Regions from separate parts of the Zea mays genome. Here region 1 is linked to region 2. Evidence: chromatin contacts called from public Hi-C data. All regions are on one chromosome and are shown on one strand. The core of a region is the stretch at or near the end of the contact, and the rest is flanking DNA. Distances in the headings are between cores, read along the strand shown. Region 1 holds the start of LOC100285896 (IQ calmodulin-binding motif family protein). Region 2 holds the start of LOC100272504.

Region 1 (3,525 bases), core at 461-2,960, 160 kb after region 2:
GCGAGGGAGACTTGGGGCATGTTTGGTTTGTGGCTAAATATGCCACTCTTTGCATAAAGTTAGTCATTCGAATTGAATAACTAACCTTAAACAGAAAAGTTAGGCAAAGTGTGGCAATTGAGGTAACGAACCAAACATGCCCTTGGTCCGTTGAACTACAAAATCTGTGTTTATTAATTTATATTTGATAGATCTAAATCGTATGACTAATTTGTACAGCTAGCTGCTTTAGGTGAATCCGGAGACGATAAAAACTATCGCCGTCGGCAAGCAAGCATCACGTAGTACTGCGAGTCGGCTACCAGTACTCCGCATGATAAGCCTGCTGGTTCAGTGATGAGTGTCCCTGCGTGTGTCGTGGCGGTGCTAGTGCTAGTGCTACCGAACGGAGGAGGAGAGCCATCGCTTTCGCGTCCGGTGAGGGTGATGGATGGATGGACACAGGCAGCCATTATAGCTGATCACGCGTACTAGTAGGCTTTCCCAGCAATGTTCATGTACCACGAGGCATTTATGGGCATGCAGTAACTCGAGGGGTTCCCGTACCTCTGCGCTGCAGTTGCTTAACTACCTCTTCTTATCTATAGTTCCCAGTTCTTCCAGCAGCGTGGTCCATCGCACTGTGCTGCCGCCGCACGCAGAGAGAGCTCATTGTGCAGATAAGGGGGCTAGGCTACCCAGCAGCACCCACGAAGCCAGTCGATCGGCGTCGTGGCCTCCCAGAAAGAAAACGCGTTTGCCGGATCGGATCTTGGCCGGACGCGGCCGCGGCGGCCAGCCAGCCAGCCATCCGCAAAAGCCGCCGCGTCCGGGGTGGGCGCCGCCGGCCCTCGGCCGCTCGCGGCGATCGCCTCGCCTCGCCGCCTCGACTCTTTTGAGGTGCGAATGATTGCGGGTTCGTCCTCATCCTGCCGCGTGTGTTTTTGGGCCCTGTTCCTGGCCCAGGCCGGTGGCCTCTCTCGCCGGCCTTGTTGCCTTGCGCTCGGACGGTTCTAGGCAGCTATAGGCAGAATCTTCTCCTCCCACGTTTCCCCCGCCGCTGCGCCCAGTTGCGTCGTGAGAAAACCCATCGACAACACGCTTCGCGCCGCCGTCATCGCTCTGCCCGCCTGCTACTGCTACTACTACAGTGGGTTTCCTCTGCTCGTCTTGGTCGGTGGTGGTTGGCTGCTCGTGAAAACGGCTTCCTCTTCACCGCCCTTTTCCTTCCTTGCTTCCATTTTCCCTAGTTCCCTCCCTCCCCTCCCGGCCGGCCTCCCCTGAGCACTGGCCACTCTGATCGAGTCTGTAGGCTGTGGTTCCCTGCTGCCACTACTGTACTACCCACTCGTTCTTCTCCCTTGGCGGCTACGCTTCTGCATTCAACTCTGCCGGCCTCTGTGAGACCTCTTTCCTTCGCTCCCATGTTTCTTGGCTACAGCCTACAGGCCTCTGTAAAAGATTCTGCCCTTTCTCTTCCGCTGAAGCTTCTTCCCCTGCCTTGTTCGTTCAAGTTTCCTGTCCTGCTGCGCTAGCGCTACTACAGGTTTCAAAATATTTTGTTTCGTCGACCAACCACCTTTTGCTCGTCTGCATCTGCGCAGTGTAGCTTTCAAAGAAATCCCGGGTTGATCTCCGCGAGTTCCCCCACTCCCCCCCCCCCCCCCCCCCCCCCCCCCCCCCCCCGCTGTAGGAGTACTTGTGTTTCTGTAGGCTCGTTGCTTCCCAACCACTTCCTTTCCGGGTTTCCCGCGTCCATCCAACGCCCTCGCTTCGCCTTTTCACGCATTCCCCCGCTGCTGCAGCTACCAGCACCAAGCCACGCCGGCCGCCATGGGGCGCGCGATGAGGTGGCTCAAGAAGGTGCTCACCGGCAGCAGCAAGAAGGAAGCGTCGGACGGGGTTCGCAAGGCGCGCGATGCCGCGTGCGCCGGCGCCGGCGGTGGCGGTGACCACGGGCTGGGCCCGCCGGCATCGGAGAAGAGGCGGTGGAGCTTCGCCAAGCCGAGGAGCAGCGTGTCTGGCTCCGCCCGGAGGCCCTCCGTCGCCGCCGGGGAGCTGTCGCAGGTGCGCCCGTGCAGCTGCGGCCTTGAGCGCGAGGTGGAGGCCGCCGCCGTCATCCAGAAGGCCTTCAGAGGCTACTTGGTGAGTTCATCCGTCGTAGTATTGCCCCTACAAGAAATGCATTCTTTCTTTCTTTCCGTTCATGATTCGTTGCAGGCTTTTTTTGTTTGTTTGTTTGTTTCACTCACAAAAACGAAATCGAAATGGTTCTGCTACGTATGGAGGAGCACTGCTCAGCCGAAGATTTTAGGTGGTTTTGGCCATTCCTTTGCTCTCTGTCGGTCCAGTTTTCCAGTTCCAAGATAATGAACGGATTACGGGTGAAACAGATGCGCATGAATTTCGCAGATTCTTTTTGCATTCGCATTGGGCAAGACACATTTGACTTGTCTAGCCGCTGCAAACCCATACGGAGTAGCTGCTTGCTGGTGTTTCTTTCCGTCGAGCCGTTTAGCCACTGCTCGTTTGTTTAATCAATCCCTTCCTTTTTGTTAATTGGTAGAGTGCTTCGTGAACCGCGCAGCGTGACGCACCTAGTCGTCACCCCCAGCTGTTTGATGCGCAATTCTTTTCGGTTTCCCATGCGAGACCTGCGGCGCTCCGACGTGATGTGACTGTTAAAATTTTGAATTTGTTTCGCAACGCAAGGCTCGGAAGGCGCTCCGCGCCCTCAAGTCGCTCGTGAAGCTGCAAGCCCTGGTGCGAGGCTACCTCGTGAGGAAGCAGACGGCCATGACGCTGCGCAGGCTGCAGGCCCTCATGCGGCTCCAGGCCAACACGGCGGCGTCCCGGAGATCCACTGAACAAGTGAGGACATTGATGAGCACTAAACCAATCACGTTTTAGATTTTAATTTTTCTTCACTTCTGCATTTTGCACGCACAGGAGCGTATCGTTGCGCGGGTGAGGCCACTGGCCGTGCCTGCTGCTGCGGTGCACCGCCGGCGGCTGTCCGACGGCGGGGACGCCGCTGGCGGCTTCGACCGCAGCCCGAGGATCGTGGAGATGGACACGTGCGAGCTCCGCTGCCGGTCGTCCCGGATCACGAGCCGGTCCGCCGGCGGCGACCCGGCGGGCGACTCACCGCTCCTCCTGCGCTGCCACGAGCCGGCGTGGTGTCTCCAGGGGCGAGAGCTCGAGCCCCCGCCTCCGCCTCCGCCTCCGCACCCCAAGACGACGCACAACACGCCCCGCCTCGGCGCGTTCGCGGGCTACCTCGGCTCGCCGGCGAAGCGCGCGGCCGCGTGCCGGGACTCCGGGAGCTGCCCGCGGTACATGGCGGGCACGGCGTCGTCCGTGGCGCGCGCCCGGTGGCAGAGCGCGCCCAGGCAGCGGCGCGGCGAGCAGCAGCAGCAGGCGCCCGCGGGGGATGCAGACGGGGCGAGGCCCAGCCCCAGCGTCGGCCGCGGCGGGTCGAGGATGCACGCGCGGCCGCAGGAGCTGCAGGCGCCGGACAGCTTCAGCCTCAAGAGCTCGGAGGCC
Region 2 (3,438 bases), core at 270-2,769:
TACACAACTTTTCATTAACGAGACCATGTACGGCTCCAATCAGCGCTCTCCATTCGTCTTTCCTAGCGCAGAAGAGAGCAGGAGCCAGGCTATAGCGGACGCCCGTACAACCTCTAAGTTTAGAGTGTCTATCAACGTACGCTATTTTTACCGGACGTTTTGCCGTGTGCTGTTGGAGGGATAAAGGAGCTCGTTGTCCTCTAAATTTAAGGTACAGGACTATATACAGACCCTTGCTGGAGGTAGTCTTATATTGTTAAAATCTTGTTAAAAAATGTAGGAGCGTACGGTAACAATTACTAACGTGTGTGTTGTAACCGTATTCGCATTGAAGTTTATCGCGCGGGGGTATTTTGCCGCGTGATTCGTCCCACCAAAACCCAACCCAACCCAGCCCTAAAGGCCCCACGATGTGCTCGAGGCTCTCTCTGCAGCAGCAGGATGGCGCCGCACGAAACTGACCATGCGCCGGCCGCGCACACACAGCTGCAGGGCACTTGTCGTGGTGCGGCCGGCCGGCGTCGCGCGTGCGCGCGCGCGCGCCGCGTCTCCGGCCACGCGCGCCTGCGAACGGCACATGGCACGAGCTCGAGCTTCGCGAGAGCCGGGAGGTGTACGTAGCTAGTCTGGACCACCACCACCCGGCGCAGCCGGTGTGAGGTGACCACGCACAGCACAGCCACTTGTGTGTGTGTGTGTGTGTGCGGGTGCGGCTAACGCACGCCGAGAAGTCCACTCTCCTCTCTCACGCGGCGGCGCGGAAACAGAATGGCTGCTGCCGTCTGCCAGCCGATGGAGAGGCCCACGGCCACACCTCACTCCGCCGCTACCAGATGTGGCTGGCTGCTCTTTCTGCTTCCTTTTTGAGTTTGGTCATGCATGGGCACGGGAAAGTGCGTGCGGCCCCCTAGCTCCAGTTGCGGCTACCATATACCACACCAGGCCTGCAACACCAGCATGGTCCGAGAAAGGATGCTTCATGCTTGCGAGGAGCCTATGAGCAGCAAGCAAGAACCGCCATGCTTAGATAAAATCTTGTCGTAGCGTAGCGTAGCGTTGAAAAGGGACCGCCTGAGCTGCGCGCATGGACCTTTCTCGATAATTGAAGGAACCGGGGCATATAGCTGAGCACGAACATACTGTACTGTATCTTTCAACGGCATGGCATGGGTCAGGGTTGCAGAAGCCAACAAGAACGCCGACAGTGGTCCCCCCACCGGCTTGCTGAAGCCTGAAGCCAGGCAACAAGAACCATCGCATCACATCACCCAACCCCCCGACACCACCAGCTACACGCAGCATCCATCCCATCGACATCGACATCGCGTCACCTCACCGCACTCGCCGCTCCCTCCGGCGGCCGGCTCGGCTCTCGCCTGGGCCGGACCCCGCTTAGGCCCCCCACGGCTCCGACCCCCAATCATCCATCCCACGCCGCCCACACGCAACGCGACGCCGCCGTTGCCTCTGAACCTGTGATGCGATGCGATGCGATGCGCCAGTGGCCCAGCTGCAGCACTCAGCAGCAGACCAGCAGTGCAGTAGTGCCGAGAAACAGGTAGCGCGGAAAAGCGCGGGATTGAAAGGAGAGGATACACACCCTACGCCTACGCTAAGAAGGGACGGCGCCAACTCGGGGCAGGCATCTCGCACTTCTCGCCGCTGGACTGGTACTGGTAGTAGTACAAAAGAAAGGCCAGGCAGGCGGCACTTCTTCTTTCTGCCACACAGATATATAGCTCATAGCTGCAGCGCTCCCTCCCTCGTTTGCTTTGCTTGCCTTCTTCAGCTGGCCTGGCTAGCTAGGCGAGGGCATTCCTCGCCAGTGTTCTCGTCAAGAGTTCTCCTCGGCTAGCTGGTTTGTCACTGCACCTGGTCAGAGGTGAGTTAATTCTTTGCTCCTGCATCCGCTGAACTCTGTTGTTGTTGTGCTGCTAAGTACTACGAACTAGAGAGAGGCTACCCTTGTTGTCGCCTTGGCTGGATCAATCATCGGTATGCTGAGAGATCACTCACGATTGGGCGTTTGAAGTGACTTTGTTGTTGTCATCGTTTAGCCTCGAATCCTGAACACCTGACCTACTTCAGCATCGACTCTCTCTCTCTCTCTCGTCTCTCCCATGCATCCTCTAGTAGTCTAGTAGCCTAGTTTGACAGTTTTCTCCGTCCGAAGTTGAGTGTGAAAACTTTAGTTCCTCAGTCACTACTATAGGTGTACATTTGGGCCGGGCCTGATGGGCCGGCCCGAAGCACGGAAAAAAAAGCACGGCTCAGGCACGGCACGGCCCGAAATAATTTAGTGCCGGGCCAGCACGGCCCGTTATATCGGGCCGGGTTTGGGCCGAGGTCATGGCCCATGGGCGGGCACGAGCACGGCCCGTTTAAGGCAGGCACGAAAAGGCCCATATAGAGGCACGAAAAGGCCCATATATTTATCAAAACACACTTCATTCCACACTTTCATATACTTGATAAAAAAACACAAAGCTAGAGATAATGCTAGTTAGATGTTTTTTTGTATCTTTGAATTAGAGTGTGTGATGTAATTTTACTTTTGTTATGAACATTAGACAATAAACTAAACTTACGAACTTTGTATAGAGCTGATTATACTCTTTTTTCTTCTAACAAAATGATTTATAAACGAGGTAGTCATTGCATAGCTGTGGTAACTTTAATACAAATATTAAGTTTAATTTTGTTCAAATTTATTTGTCTTATCTTTTATTTGTTTTATTATTTTTTTGAATTTAGGGCTCTAATGTGAATTTCGGGCCAAAAACTGAATTTTGGGCCAAAAACTGAATTTCGGGCCCTAATGTGAATTTCGGGCCAAAAATTGAATTTCGGGCTTTTATAATTTCGGGCCGCCCGAAATAAGCCCGACACGTTTAAGCAATTACGGGCCGGGCCGTGGGCCGAGGGCGAGGCCCATGGGCCGGCCCGGCACGGCCCGAAATTCAAACAGGCCGGGCCGGCCCGAAATTCAAACAATACGGGCCTTTTCGGGCTTGGGCCGGGCCGGGCCGGGCGGCCCGAATGTACACCTATAGTCACTACCCAGTAGTAGAGCTTGTATTCCTACCAGCTATTCTTCCAACGTTTCCATATATGCCGTAGGGCTTTCAGTGACGTTGAAGCCTTGCCGAACTAGACTCGGCTAAACCCTTTGCTTTCTCCTGCCTCTCCTAGAAGACCAATTAAGTCCCATGGAGGACAGCTCCGGAGAGAGGGGTCCTCCTTCCACCCCGCAGCTGCTAAACCTCATCCGAGACGAGAGAGAATGGACGGTGACCAGAGAGGTAGTGGAAGACGGAGGAGCGGGGTCGACATCAGCAACAGCAACGGCCGCAAGCCCAGACCACCCCGAGGAGGACGACTACTCCAAGCTTGAGCTGAGGCTCTGCCTCCCCGGAGCCCAAGACGACGAGAGAACGC

What was found. A called contact is a pair of places that touch in the nucleus more often than the background predicts.
Region 1: a Hi-C map of leaf mesophyll shows a contact between it and region 2, with 2.5 times the contacts expected there. The contact joins the promoter of LOC100285896 here to the promoter of LOC100272504 in region 2. A contact is called at or near these places in 5 of 25 Hi-C or Micro-C datasets (bundle sheath, ear, leaf and 2 more).

Annotation. Positions count from the first base shown.
Region 1 is chr6:171,800,299-171,803,823 of Zm-B73-REFERENCE-NAM-5.0, forward strand. LOC100285896 (IQ calmodulin-binding motif family protein) reads left to right here and starts at 1,711. Exons shown (of 3, transcript NM_001158785.2): 1 at 1,711-2,124; 2 at 2,692-2,850; 3 at 2,929-3,525. The coding sequence starts at 1,813.
Region 2 is chr6:171,642,361-171,645,798 of Zm-B73-REFERENCE-NAM-5.0, forward strand. LOC100272504 reads left to right here and starts at 1,520. Exons shown (of 7, transcript NM_001359727.1): 1 at 1,520-1,882; 2 at 3,193-3,438. The coding sequence starts at 3,210.